Regions from separate parts of the Arabidopsis thaliana genome. Here region 1 is linked to region 2. A link is a contact called in public capture Hi-C data. All regions are on one chromosome and are shown on one strand. Each heading gives the region's core, a stretch centred on a gene start, on an enhancer-like site or on the middle of the called end of the contact. The rest is flanking DNA. Distances are from core to core; before and after follow the strand shown.

Region 1 (7,391 bases), core at 2,402-4,901, 120 kb before region 2:
CCGTGAAGGCCGTGCGGAGTTTTTCCTCGTTATCCTTACGCGTTACCATTAAAGGAAGCTCTAACCTCTCCAAGTCTTCGCCTTTCATGCTCACACACACGATTCCAGTCCCATGCTTTACAACAAAAGCCATAGCTTCAGGTGTAGCCAAAGATGCCGCCATTATCAAATCTCCTTCGTTTTCTCTATCTTCATCATCTACAACAACTACCATCTGCAAGAAAAACGCAAAGCTTTCTCACTTAAGACCTTCCCCTTCTAATAAGACAGTAAGCAGACACGATGCTACTATTACAAACCTTGCCATGTCGAATATCTTCAATAGCTTGAGGAATAGACGCAAATCCATCAGTAGGTCGATCTAAATCAAACTCTTCATCCTCAACTTCAGGAGAATCCATTGTTGTAGGAATCATTTCAGCTGCTAATGTTCCAAACGAAACCAAATCTGGCTGTAACTCAATCCCCATTGATGATCCATTACTCTTAGAAGAAGAGAACACATCTCCTTCCTCAGGTATCACTCTCATTCTAACATTAAACTTCTTCGATATGATCCTAGGATACACCAAGCTCGTTCCAAATGGTTTTGTTCCCTTGACAACATCACTGAAAAACCCATGAAGACAACATAACCATCAAAACCTAAATACATAGATATGTGTTTCAATTGAATCCAAAATCGAATCATAAGCAAACGTAATTTCAAATTCCGAATGATAAACAGATCTAATCAAAAACTATCAATTCAAATTCAGTGAAACAGAGAGAAATACAATTCAATTTGATTACCGGGAAGGCAAAAGATGCGTCGAATCGCACCGGAGAGTAAGCGACGCCATTTTCACCGGAGTTTTGAAGAGAGAGACGACGAGCTTCGAAGAGACTGAACCACCGCCGTAGAATATCACTGTGTGTGTTTTTCGCCGGTGATATTTTTTGGTGTGCTGACGTGGCAGTTGTATAGATATTTTTCCATTTATGGGTAAGCACGAGCGGAACGGCGTCGTTTAGGAATTGAATACGATGTCGTATTAGGTGGAAACACAAATCCCCATTGAGATCATCTTGTGTCGGTGCCTTGACTCGTTTTATTTACGTTTCTATTACACAAAACGTTTTTGATTGGATAATGATTTTCTTCACCAAATTTACACCTTACTTTACAGTTTTCCTCTTTTATTTTTTTTTATAAGAATGGAGCATTGTATCAAAATAGAAAATCGAGTAGATTTTGTTGCATTTTTTTTTTTTTTTCTTCAAACACCATTTATATTAAGTTATCGGGAAGAGACTCTCCGCTAGAGAGAGCCATTTAGGAACCAATGTGCTTACATGGGAAAAAAGGCTATTGCGAGCCCGAGCTTTCTTAGCTAAACAATCTGCTCGAGTATTAGAACTACGAGAAAGAAATCTAATACGAAAAGAAGGGAAAAAACAAACTAAAGAACGATATGAAGCCAATTCCGCTGCAAAAGTCAGCCAATCGTCTTGGTTATCAAGGATAGCAATCAAGTCTGAGCAATCCGAAGCAAAAGTACCAGAAGTATCACCAATAGAGATCATGCACTCCATTGCCTATAACAAAGAGTTAAATTCCGCATGAAGCGGTGATAAATTTCGACGAGTGCTCTTAAGGCCAAGGTGGATGACCAAGTCTTGTCGAACAAGTACCCAACCATGCCCGCTCAATGTGTCATCTACATGCCATGATGCATCGAGTTGACATTCAGGGAGCAAGGTGGACGGGGTCTGAGAAGAACCTACGAACACGATTGGACGAGTGGAATCATCCTCTTTTAGAGTTGCTTGTTTCCAAACAGCTGTCTCTTGAAGTGCCAAAACCAAAGTTTCAGGGGGAGGTTCCCTGAAGTTCTCAAAAACAAAACGATTTTTACTTTTCCAGATATACCAAATTATCCATGGAAAGAGTTCCAACACCTTTTCTCCAATTCCAAATTCTCGGTCACGCCAAAAAAGGAAGTCGAAATTATAGAAGAGAGAGTTTCTAGGGAAAATATTCCCTGAGGTAGGAATAGGCGATAAAGCCCAAATCTGTCTCGAAGGTGGACAATGAAACAATAGATGGTTGATTGTCTCTTCTACTTCTTCGCAACGGGGACAACCTTTATCTGTACCCATATGGCGATATGTCAATCTTTGACAAGTGGCTAAACAACCCGAGATACATTGCCACACGAAATGCATAAGCTTCCGCGTAGTTTTAAGCTTTCATACTTGTGCCTGAAGTGCCGAAACACCTGGTCCCTGAAAAGGGGGGTCACAAGTAGGACGAGAAAGATCTCTCGCGACCCAATATCCTGACTTAACAGTATAATTACCGGATTTAGTGTGAGACCAGCTAAAGCCATCACTCAAGTAGGTACGACTTGGGCGAATCCCTAAAATGAGTGGAATATCAACGGGATCGATCAGTGCTTGGAGACGGTCCAATTTCCACAAATTTGTGTTTTGGTCAATTAAATCATTGACATAGAGTAGAGAATCTCTTATGTTAAGAATGCTCTTTGCAGGCCGCGCTAGGATAGTGGGAATCCATGGATCTTTCCATACGCGAGTCAGCATTCCAGAACCTATGGTCCTCCGAAATCCAAAGACAAGAAGAGGTTTGGCGCATTTTCACCTCTAAAATAAACACAATTTCATGTTGATATTAAGGTTGTTAGTTTCGATCCAAAAGAATTATTTTGACTATAGTTAAGATGATGTTATACCTAAAAAATATAATTTACATTTTATAAAGAAAACAAACTAATTATATTATCAATGGATGATACCGGATATAGGAACTTATAAGGTGAAAAAAATCAAAGAACCAAAAACCCAAAAACTTTCCAAATATATAAGAGAATATAAATATGTTTTGGAGAATCAAAAGAACCTAACCCAAATAAAAAGAAAGCAAAAAACTCACTCTTGTTGCTGTCATCGAGGCCCAACAGCTCTTGTCTCATTTTTGCATTGCCACGAAAGTCATCACCCTATAACTTTAATTTATAAATTTTTTAATGGGTTAGAGAAAATAAAAAACGCATATAATCCAATTATTACAACTTTAACAAATTAAAGAAGACATGATGATTAGATTACCATGCGAATAAGACAAACATATTTTGTAAAATGTTGTCAAAAAAATATCTCTAAAGCATTCATGATTTTAGCATTTAACAAAATAATTCTGATAACCAATTTTGTTACACACTACTATAAAACTTCTAAACACAATATTGTGATGTTATAATAACTTTTACATGGTGAATAGACAATTTCAAAAGATTAATAAAAAGAAAACTCGATTATTCAATTTTTAAAAATAGATTATTAATTTAACACAGAGATTCCTTTCCACGTATAGCTTGAGTGGAGCTGAGCCGATTAGTATAAGCCGAGCCATATTATATCCGTTTGAGATTAATTTTATTTTAATTGATTTTTTAATCTTCTCTTACACGAGTTCCAGTGATACCGGAAGAAACCTGGAGGTAACTGGGTATAGCCGGTGGACCCCCTCAAATTTATTTTAACAAAAAAAAAAAAATCATTTACAAAAGAAAACACCCAAGACAATATCTACTTAACCATGGTTACTTTCTAACCCAACCTTTGAGTTTATTTAAACTGAGAGAAAGTGTGAAACCAAGCTTGTTCATATGGAAAACGCTCATCAACCTCAACAATCTCTCTCCTCTCTCTCTCTGTATATAGAAGAATCTCCATTGTCTTTAATTTCTCTCCATTTCTCTTTCTCTCTTCCTTCAAAGTTTTCTCTTTTCTTGATGGGTTTAAGAGAGTAAAGATCATCAAGTACTATGCATTAAATTGAGAAGTTATTAAAAATTTCGAAAGTAATTAAAGATTGTTGATGATGAAGAGATTAAGTAGTTCAGATTCAGTGGGTGGTCTCATCTCTTTATGTCCTACAACTTCCACAGGTACTTAGCTAATTTTCTAAACAAGTCCTTTAATTAATCTCATCTTTGTTTGCTAATTGTTCTTCTTATGGAATTACAGATGAGCAGAGTCCGAGGAGATACGGTGGGAGAGAGTTTCAGTCGATGCTTGAAGGATACGAGGAAGAAGAAGAAGCTATAGTAGAAGAAAGAGGACACGTGGGCTTGTCGGAGAAGAAGAGAAGGTTAAGCATTAACCAAGTTAAAGCTTTGGAGAAGAATTTTGAGTTAGAGAATAAGCTTGAGCCTGAGAGGAAAGTTAAGTTAGCTCAAGAACTTGGTCTTCAACCTCGTCAAGTTGCTGTTTGGTTTCAAAACCGTCGTGCTCGGTGGAAGACAAAACAGCTTGAGAAAGATTACGGTGTTCTTAAAACCCAGTACGATTCTCTCCGTCATAACTTTGATTCCCTCCGCCGTGACAATGAATCTCTCCTTCAAGAGGTATAAAAATTCAACCTTTTTGATAAAAGATTGAAACTTTTGTTGATTCAAAGTTAAAAAAATTGAAACTTTTTACCAATCTTGAGATTTACAAGAGAATTGAAACTTATGGTTTTGGTTTGATGCAGATTAGTAAACTGAAAACGAAGCTTAATGGAGGAGGAGGAGAAGAAGAAGAAGAAGAGAACAACGCGGCGGTGACAACGGAGAGTGATATTTCGGTCAAGGAGGAAGAAGTTTCGTTGCCGGAGAAGATTACAGAGGCACCGTCGTCTCCTCCACAGTTTCTTGAACATTCTGATGGTCTTAATTACCGGAGTTTCACAGATCTACGTGATCTTCTTCCATTAAAGGCGGCGGCTTCTTCATTCGCCGCCGCAGCTGGATCTTCAGACAGTAGCGATTCAAGCGCTCTGCTGAATGAAGAAAGCAGCTCTAATGTCACTGTGGCGGCTCCGGTGACGGTTCCAGGAGGTAATTTCTTCCAGTTTGTGAAAATGGAGCAGACGGAGGATCATGAGGACTTTCTGAGTGGAGAAGAAGCTTGTGAATTCTTTTCCGATGAACAACCGCCGTCTCTACACTGGTACTCCACCGTTGATCATTGGAATTGAAGCTGAAAACACCACCGGAAGAGATTTTGGATTGGATTAGATGCTCTTTTCTTCTCTGTGGAAAAAACAGAGGAGGGCAAAATGGGAATAAAGTTAAAATTGAAGGGTGAAAGGGCAATTAAGGAAGGGTTAAGTCTGGGCGGGAATAATGATTTAGGGTGAATTTGTAATTATGCTTTTTCTCTAGTGATTTTCGTGCACTTCTTGTAATTAAGGATCATCAGATCAAAGAGAAATTGAGAAGGGGTTAACATGTCAAAGGCAAAAATTCAGCATGGGCTCTTTAAATTACAATTGACCCTTGAAACCTAAATTATACCACTTCTGACCCTTAAATCAATTTTTGAATCATAAAACTACAGTGTGACTTCGTGTATTTAGTTCTAGTGTATTATGGGATTTTTTTCAAAGAGAATGCACCTCAAAGTCTCAGCTTTAAGTCTAATGTTTGGGTAAAAAACACACCGAACTTCAGATCCAAAACCTCTTGATAGAAAAAACAAAATAGATGTGTTATACACTTTTTTTTTTTTTTTGAATCTGTTAAATATACTTTTAGTGTAGTTTGTTTTGTGATTTGAATTAAAACTTTAGTATAAATCAATTTATTACATTTTCGATTACCGGAAAGTATTCATGTCATTAAGGTTTATTTAGTTCAAACTAATTTTTTTATTTCATTCTGTCTTATTTGACCTATAAAATCTAATTTAGCTTAAAAAGGTATTGTCATGTACCACTAATTTATAATTACTAACTTATATACTTTAATTAGTGATATAAGGTGAAACTTAGCAGTAATGACAACAAATAAAAGATGAAGATATATACTTAAAGGCGGTAAAAGATGATAATAAGAATCCGACCAAAAAAAAGATGTGATAAATAAAAAATAGATTGTACAATAAGTTTTAATAATATTTTAAATAATCATAAAATAAAAAGAAATTTGTTTTAATATTTTCTTACCAAAACCTCAACATAATATAGTAAAAAGCCAATAATACAAGACTTTGTACCGTCAGTTTTTTTATGATTTATAAGACCTAGATTTATAATATAATTCAATACCACTGTTATTTACTATAGCTTTGATTGATAATTTATTTGGGGGAGAAACTTTGACAAGAGAATTGGCACGAGGTTATGAAGATTTTTGGAGAAAAAACATTGACAAGACGAAAAAGTTGTTGCTAAGATACAGCTTCCAAAATGCGATTTATGCCATCAGAAATGAGCGAAACAAAAAAAAAAGACATGGAGAGCAAACTTCCCATCTGGAGATGCTAGCAAAGATAATAGATAAACATGTTTGAAACCGTCTAAGTACCATGAAGTGTGTTAGAGTAGAAATGCATACAAGCAAAATTTAAGTCTGGTTTGCGTCTATGCACTAGTGAAAGAAGTTGTGTCTCATTTAAAATGTTTCAAGTAATTGGTAATTATTTGTAAAAATGTGTATTTTTTTGAATATAATTTAACACTAAATTCAAAAAAGTAAAAAATAATTTGGGGTATACCTCTTAGCATCTTATAGTGATAAGTTTTTTTTCTTAACAATATGCATTATACAGATTTAAATTGATGTAGTAACACAATGACTTCATTAGTAAAAACCTAAAAACTACTTCATTATAGAGGTTAAATTCCTCAAAACTGTATAATGTTATTATTTAAACACTATCATTAGGTTTGCTGTTCAGATTTGATTTGATTCGAATTCGAGTTGTCTCGGTTTGTGTAACCAACAGTGTATTGATTGTTAAAGAAAACTAATTATGCTTAAAGGTAAACCGGCAAAGCTTTGGACCACCTCGAATAAGATCATTATAATAATAATACCGGAATCTTCTAATTAATTAGAATTCTTAATGCATCTTTGATTCTTTATATCTTTTTTACTGTTAGATCAACTAAAACATGTCGATGATCAGATCTTCCTATAACATTACTGTGTTAGATTTAACAGTACGATGTATATAATTTCCTGTGTTTTATATTCAGTTATTCACCTTTCTATAGTTTAATCACAAAGCAGGTTTCTTGTGATTGGGCTAAAGACACATTTATGTTGTGAATTGTTTGCTCAACGCATACAATATATCCCAATATACCTAGAGTCGAAGATAGGGAATAGAGTCTAGCTAAGAGATACTATAGTACATGCTACATCGAGGAACATAGATAATCAATTTAGACTATTAAATCATTATGGACCAACTATCTTCAAATTTTGAATATCTAAATTGTTGAAATCCCGACTCAAAGTTACATCAAATTAGCACTTATAATCACTCACTAAAAATAATGAAATAAAAATGAAGAAAAAACTTGATTTCGATATTAACTACTTCTGAAAGAATAC
Region 2 (7,006 bases), core at 1,933-4,432:
CTTCAATGCATCCAAAACGTAAATTTTAGACTCAGGTAGATCACTGGTCAGCAAAGCAGTAAGCTGACTGATAGTTGCAGTATCTGATTTATGAATCAAATGATTCAATGTCTTGGCGGCAATTTCTTTACCATTTGGACTACCATTCTTTAGTAGCCATAAGAGAGCAGGGACAGCATCCGCACTTTCAACACAAGCACGTATATCTTCGCTATGATTGCACAAGTTCCTAAGGATAGTTGCAGAGTCTTCCCTGGCTTTGGCCGACCCAGTCTCTAGAATTTGAACAAGTGGAGGTATACCTCCAGCAGCAGTGATGGCCCACTTGCTTTCATCATTTTCGTTAGACAAAAGGCAAAGAAGTGCAACAGCACATTCTTGCTGCTGTTCGGATGAAAGACCCAAAAGAGATATTAGCAATTGGATCCCTTCACGGCCCTGTAGTGCTTGCCACAGGCTACCTTCATGGTTACACAGCATCAGAAGAGCCTTTACAAGCTCATCTTGAACCTCATTCACCGCCATCGTTATTAGACCAACAAGCAAACGTTTTGCATCCGAGTTGGAAAGTTTGACAGAGAGTATGGAATTCCCATACAAACTTGCAAGTGCTTCAATTGTACGTTCTTGCACCAAGAATGGTAGACGAGGCTTAAACTGCTTCAGCAGAGTCTGTTCAACGACCAATGGATCTGATGCTCTTGTAGTTTCTGCCTTGCCATCATATATCATCAATGCTGAAGCTAAAGCCCCAAGGGTGTCGGCAGTCTGAGCAGGCGAAGAGCAAGATTCAAGGCTCTGACCAAGGCTTGATATGACATATGACAAACCACCGGAAATATTAGCAAGGGCACACATTGCATTTTCTTGTAATGCTTGCGCATATTCACCTTGCATGAATTCTTTAGATGGAGCTATTGTTGCATTTATTAAAACAGGAATACCATTAGAATTAGCGATTTCCCGCTTTGCTTCCTTAGATTGAGCAGAAAGCGACTTGAGAGCAGCAGCAGCCTCTGCCCTCACTGGGGCTTCATTACCCGATCCTAATAATTTGAGAAGCTGTTTTGTAATGTCTGCAGTCAATACACTGGAACAAACAGAGGCGTCTTCCATCATCATACACGCAAGAAGGAAGCAGACATTAGATAGTGTACTTGACTGCCCGCTTGTGAGCAGCTTCACAAGTACATCCACTCCCCCAGCTCGAATTGTCTCAGACCAAAATCCCTCTGTGGTACTAGAAAGGTTCTTAAGTGCACCAGTTAACAAACCATCAACCTCTCCTTTTTTATTTCCACTGCGCAATTGGTCCCACAGAACCGGTACAACTCCCTCAGTGGAAAATATTTTTGATCCAACATGGTCTTTAACCCCACCTTCAGAAACAGCATAGATTGTCTTTGCTGCAGCGATCTGCCCTTCGACTGAACTGGACTTGAGAAGACCAAGCAATGGAGGAATGCATCCCCCAAGTAACACCTTAACTCTAAGTTCGTTCTCCTTGCAGAGTGAACCCAAGACGGTTGCAGCTTGTATCTTCACTCCAACTGATCCCGATCGGAGAAGAGAGACAAGTACTGGCACAGCTTGGGAGTGTGATCCGACAGCACTGAATGCATTCTCACGCATTTCTATAAGGTCCAGTAACTGCTTCAGACAATATTCTCTTTCTTGTGCAGATGATGAACCTTGGCGCAGCTGCTCAATGCATTGGGCAACACTTGCTAATGTCCCATCTGGATCTTCCATGCTGGTTGTCCGGTCTCTGCAGGGGATGGGGAAAGTTAGATACTAATTCGCTAATAGGTGTGCCTTTCTGCTTAAAATGTCTCATTTGAAAGGATAACATAGGAAACCAATCCAGATAATATTAATTTCCACAGGCATTGTTAAACCAAGATGGTGGTGCAACAAATACAGATAAAACCTCAATTTTATCACGATGATTAGCTCCCATGCAGTACCAAATACATATATGCGTTACCTCAAACTCATCTTTGTGGTTGAATGTGGAGTTGGGGGCTCTGAATCATGCATCTTCATATCCCCATTTCTCTCCTGCAATCAAGACCAAACAACAGAAAATAAGTTAAAAGAGCAACAAGACCTTTTCGCTCCTATGCAATGGAAAAACTATAACCTTTATCATGACACTCTATCAGATATAACTGACTGGTACAAAGCCATTAATTAACAATGGACTTAGCTCAAGTACTTTTTTCAAATCAGATTCAAAATGCAAGGGACATATCAGCTTAATCATCCTGCTAATACACCAGATCTGACTTTGCAACTCAGAAAGATTGCAGTATATCAACTAAACAAGCTTTTCCATAAACCCGTGTGATGAATGTTAATACTGAATCAAGTAATTATTACCGTGTCACTTGGGGCAAGGCCATTTCCATTAGTGGAAGGAAATCTCCATCCAAGAGCACTTGTCATATCTTCACTTCACTTAAAAAATTCTCAAATCAAAAGTAGACCCAGAGACCTTGCCCCCTACCCAGATCTACTCAAATCAGATCGTCAGAACATCAACAACACCCCCTGCATAATATATAAAAAGGATCAATCTTTACAATAGAAAACGATACAGTGAAGTAGGAAAAGCTCAATGCAATTATATTATAATTGAAGACTAATAGTATAAAAATATCACTCTACCTAACTGAATTCTACTACTGCTAAATCTCGATCCGAATCGTTTAACATTCCAGATTCGAACTAAAGCTAAATGAGGAAACTTTTTAACCAATAGGAACTCAAAAAACAGGATTCTTCAGATCTAGATCATAATTGGATCTCTATCAATGAAATCAAACACAAGAGATCCGATAATTCAAAAAGCATGCATTTAGACATTGATAGATCAAATTGAACTCACCTCAATGCAACAAGGAGAAGAAGATGAACAATCTGTTACGTAGAAGAGAAGCGAATAAGACGAGAGAAAGGAGAGAGGAGTGAGAGAGAGGTTTCTTCTTCTTCTTCGTCTGTGATTTTGACTCAACAAAGTATAAAGCGGGGGAGAGAGAGAGGGAAGAGAGAGAGCTGTGTGTGTGCTGGTGAGAGAGAGTGATCAGATTGGAGCCGGCTTTGTCCACCGACAGACAGCGAGTGGATTCACTTAGCGACTCGAGCCGGCTTGAGTCGGTTGTCGAGCCGACAGAACTAAACGACTCTTGTACAGCGAATGGTATACTTAATTGTTTTTTATTACTTTCTTTAATCAAAAATAAATGAGGAAATTGACTTTTAGCTGTGAATTAATTATTTACATCAAACATTTTTTTTGTTAACAAAAATTATATAACTGTTTTTTTCCAGCAATTAGCCAATTAGTAAACATTTTGGTTCATTTGTTCAAGCAAAATTTTACATTTTATAAATTTGATTAACCTTTTTATCCAAAACATCCGTAGAATTGAAACAATATAAGAAAAAATATTATACCACAAAAATTACACACACGAATAAAAATATTGTCTAATTTATTTCTCAGATAATAACTTAATTAGTTAATTGTCTCTAAGTTTAGATTATGTTACCAAATTATCACTCATGGGGTTATCTCGATTTTTTAGTGCAACACAGTCATTACAAATATTTATTTAATATTTTTCAAAAGGATATCAAAAATAAATTGTCTATTTTATTGTGTCATTTAACATGTTGAAGTAAGTTATGTAATAATCAAAAGTTATCTCTTACAAGATCAATCGGATAAACAATCAAGAAAAAATAATAAAATATACTGATGAATTAATAAAAAGAATAATAGTAAGATCTGCAGTAGTTGTTGTTATTGGTCCTATTATGTTGATTTGTTACCAAACTTGATTAATTAGCCCATAACAATGGCGATAGTAAAGGTTTCTATCTACCACCAATTGTCATCCACAACATAATCATCACGAATTCTATATATATGGACAAAAAGTATAATAACTATTTTTACGGCTTCCTTCACATCTAAATTATTTTCCATAATTGTTCAAAAATCGCGACAGCAGTTCTTTTCGTCTGAAAGTGAGAGAAGTCGGGGGAGCAAATTATAAGGATGGTAAAACATATAACGTGGGAGAGAAAAAGCACATGGCCTCATGGCTCATGAGAATCAAAGATTCTAAGTTTTAACTATTCTTTTGTTTTTTCCTCGACGCATGTTTTGTTTCTATCGACAACTATGCCCATAAAAGCATATGATATGCACAATTATGATAATCATATGAATGCACATGTGCTCTTTCTTCCTAGCCAATTATGATCATTGACGATCATCACTATACCATAAAAATGACTGGACAAAGTCATATTCTTTGATGCTTCTTGTCACAACTTGATACATCCACTTTCCCGAACCGTATAAAACCCAAGAAGCAAAATTCTCATATAGATCTCATAGATTCGTTCGAAATATGTTAAATTTGCATCGGATATAGAAGGTGAAGGCTGCGTCTCCGGCCGGTGAACCGTCGTTTTACTGATCTTGTTTCTATTATGTTCCGATTTGGACCACTTTTTTGTAACCCGTGAAATTCTTAGCCCATCTGTCAATAGACCGTTTGGAAATGAATATCTAAAAAAAAAAAAAAAGATGTGAAGTCCATATTTAATCAGTGCCCGGCATTGGAACGTAGTAAGTTTGAGGAAGCATCAACTTGTAGCCGTGAAATTAATATTATGGTTTTTAGTGGTTTTAATTTAGCGTGTCATAAGTGAGAGTAAAAGAACTCTTTGATATTTCATTTTCATACATATATAATTTACTTCAATATAATGGTTTGATGAGGGTCTTATCATACATTTGATTTTTTCTTTTATTTTAGTGTTACATTTTAACTTAATTCTTACGTACATCTTTTCTTAATAGACTATTTTCTCATTATTATTTTTGGTTTCTCTCTCTCATTTTTTACATTTTGATTTTGTTTGCAAAGATTTGAAAGTCATCTTTGCCAAAAAAAAAAAAAACCAAAAAAAAAAGATTTGAAAGTCATCATCTAGTCCTCTTGATGAGTAGATTGTCATTGTTTTTTTTGCTAAATTGTAAATATTTCATAGATAATGAAAACAGTTTAGGTTGTAAACATAGAATCTGAGACCTATAGATATGGTAATGGATCCAAGACAAAAAGAAATAAAAACATATAGACACTCCTCCTCTCTCTCTTTTCTACAAATCATACAAGTTTCAATCATACGCAATACAATTTAGGTCAGACACAATTATATATAAAATCAACAGTCACTGAGAAAGAAAACAGAACTAAACAAATTATAAGTTTTAATTAATATATAAAATTTTCGATTTATTTTAAGCTTGTAGGCTTGTAGCATTCAACTAATTTATAGGCTGAATAGACCACTCGTGTTTTATGCAAGTCTCACAAATTTGGTAAACGTTTTGGCGAAATTCAAAAATTAAAAACTTCAAAATAGATTGTCAATAGAGATATATCTTACATGTTGATTGAAATCTACGAAAATATACAAAGTTTTTTTTAATACAATCGACATTGAAAAAAAAAAAAAAAGAACACAAATTACGTAACTTGATACAAAAGACGACCACTTGTATATCACATCGCATCACATCACACATAGTGACATAGAGACACATAAAGTCAACTGAAAATAGAAGAAAATATCTCACACTTCATAATTCACTCTTGTCTTTCTACTTTTTCTTAAGTCGACAACGGAGAAGACTTGACCGGAAATACTCTATTACCGGCGGAAGAAACGCCACCTCCTTCTTCACCGTCAACACCGCCATCTCTTCTCTTCTCCAACTTCTTTTTCATCATCTTCTCCTTCTGCTTCTTCTGCATGACTTGAAGTTGTGCATAGTTTGCTCCCATCGAAGACATTTTGTGATTATAGTTCGATTATATGTTAGTTAATTTGATTATTATAATGAACAAAGAGAATGTGTGGTTAAAGGAATAATGAAGTGAAGGATGAGTTTGGTTATAATGATGAAGAGAAGTTGTCGTAATTTATAGAGAAAGGACTTATGCTTTATGGCCGTTGGATATGATTCCATTCTCATCATTATGCTTCTCCATGCTCATTCTCTTTATCCCTTGAATTTTTTTATTTTCCTTAACTTTAATCGATTCATTGTCTGACTTTGACCCATTTCGCCGAATTTAAAATAGTTAAAAAACTATTGCACTGATATTTTTATGGACAATATCAGCTAGGGGTGGGCGCAAGGCGAGTACTTGCTAATTTAGGGATACTTGTTACTCGACTTGCCTTGTACGAATAATCAAAATAACTATTTGTATTTGGCTTGTTAAAAACGAGTACTTGTAATTACAAGTACTTGCTAAAATATGATTGCCTTGTCATGTTACTTGCTACTTGCGAGTTATTTATACATACTTGTGAGTTATTATTTGCTCATTGCGAGTTATTTACAAATATTTACGAATTATTATTTGCTACTTGCGAGTTGCTTACAAGTTATTTGCAAGTATTTGAGAGTTACTTGCAAGTAACACTTTCGAATTACTTAAAATTACTTATTACTTTATTTATCATATTTTTTACATGTTTAAAATTTACTTTATTTCTAATGTAGTTTTTAAATGTGTAACGCTAAAACAATACAATATATGTATATAAAATAGTAAAATAATAACGAGTAACAAGTCAAACGAGTCGAGTATTAATTTTTTTTCATTACTTGTTACTTAACTTGTACTTGCAAGTATCTAAATTATACTACTTGTTACTTGCCTTATTAATAACGAGTACTTGTTTTTTCAAAGCGAGTACGAGCCAAGTAGCGAGTATAGGACGAGTAACGAGTACTTGTGCCCAGCCCTAATATCAGCGTTTTAGCTAGTGTATATGTAAACTTTTACATCCTAAAAAATTCGAATACCAGAAAAACAATCCTACTAACCTTGAAACTCGCAAGCAATTGAAAAACATATGTATCATTTTAAGATAGTTCTTTAGTTTCTTTTTCTCTTTATTTTTTGTT

What was found. Capture Hi-C pulls out chosen DNA fragments and counts their contacts.
Region 1: a capture Hi-C map of seedling shows a contact between it and region 2, with 2.4 times the contacts expected there. The contact joins the promoter of HB6 here to the promoter of CSI1 in region 2. A contact is called at or near these places in 1 of 26 Hi-C or Micro-C datasets (root) and 1 of 3 other capture datasets (seedling).

What each region holds. Positions count from the first base shown.
Region 1 is chr2:9,524,105-9,531,495 of TAIR10.1, reverse strand. HB6 (homeobox protein 6) reads left to right here and starts at 3,651. Exons shown (of 3, transcript NM_127808.3): 1 at 3,651-3,953; 2 at 4,033-4,412; 3 at 4,541-5,508. The coding sequence starts at 3,884. The coding sequence ends at 5,026. It overlaps AT2G22440 (non-LTR retroelement reverse transcriptase), which reads right to left and starts at 2,586. Exons shown (of 2, transcript NM_127809.2): 1 at 2,262-2,586; 2 at 1,436-2,024. The coding sequence starts at 2,586. The coding sequence ends at 1,579. It overlaps RIBA2 (riboflavin biosynthesis protein), which reads right to left and starts at 1,131. Exons shown (of 7, transcript NM_127810.4): 1 at 793-1,131; 2 at 300-609; 3 at 1-214. The coding sequence starts at 842.
Region 2 is chr2:9,402,235-9,409,240 of TAIR10.1, reverse strand. It overlaps CSI1 (binding protein), which reads right to left and starts at 3,182. Exons shown (of 8, transcript NM_127781.5): 1 at 2,891-3,182; 2 at 2,383-2,553; 3 at 1,988-2,061; 4 at 1-1,768. The coding sequence starts at 2,448. AT2G22122 reads right to left here and starts at 6,174. Exons shown (of 1, transcript NM_201779.2): 1 at 5,406-6,174. The coding sequence starts at 5,879. The coding sequence ends at 5,697.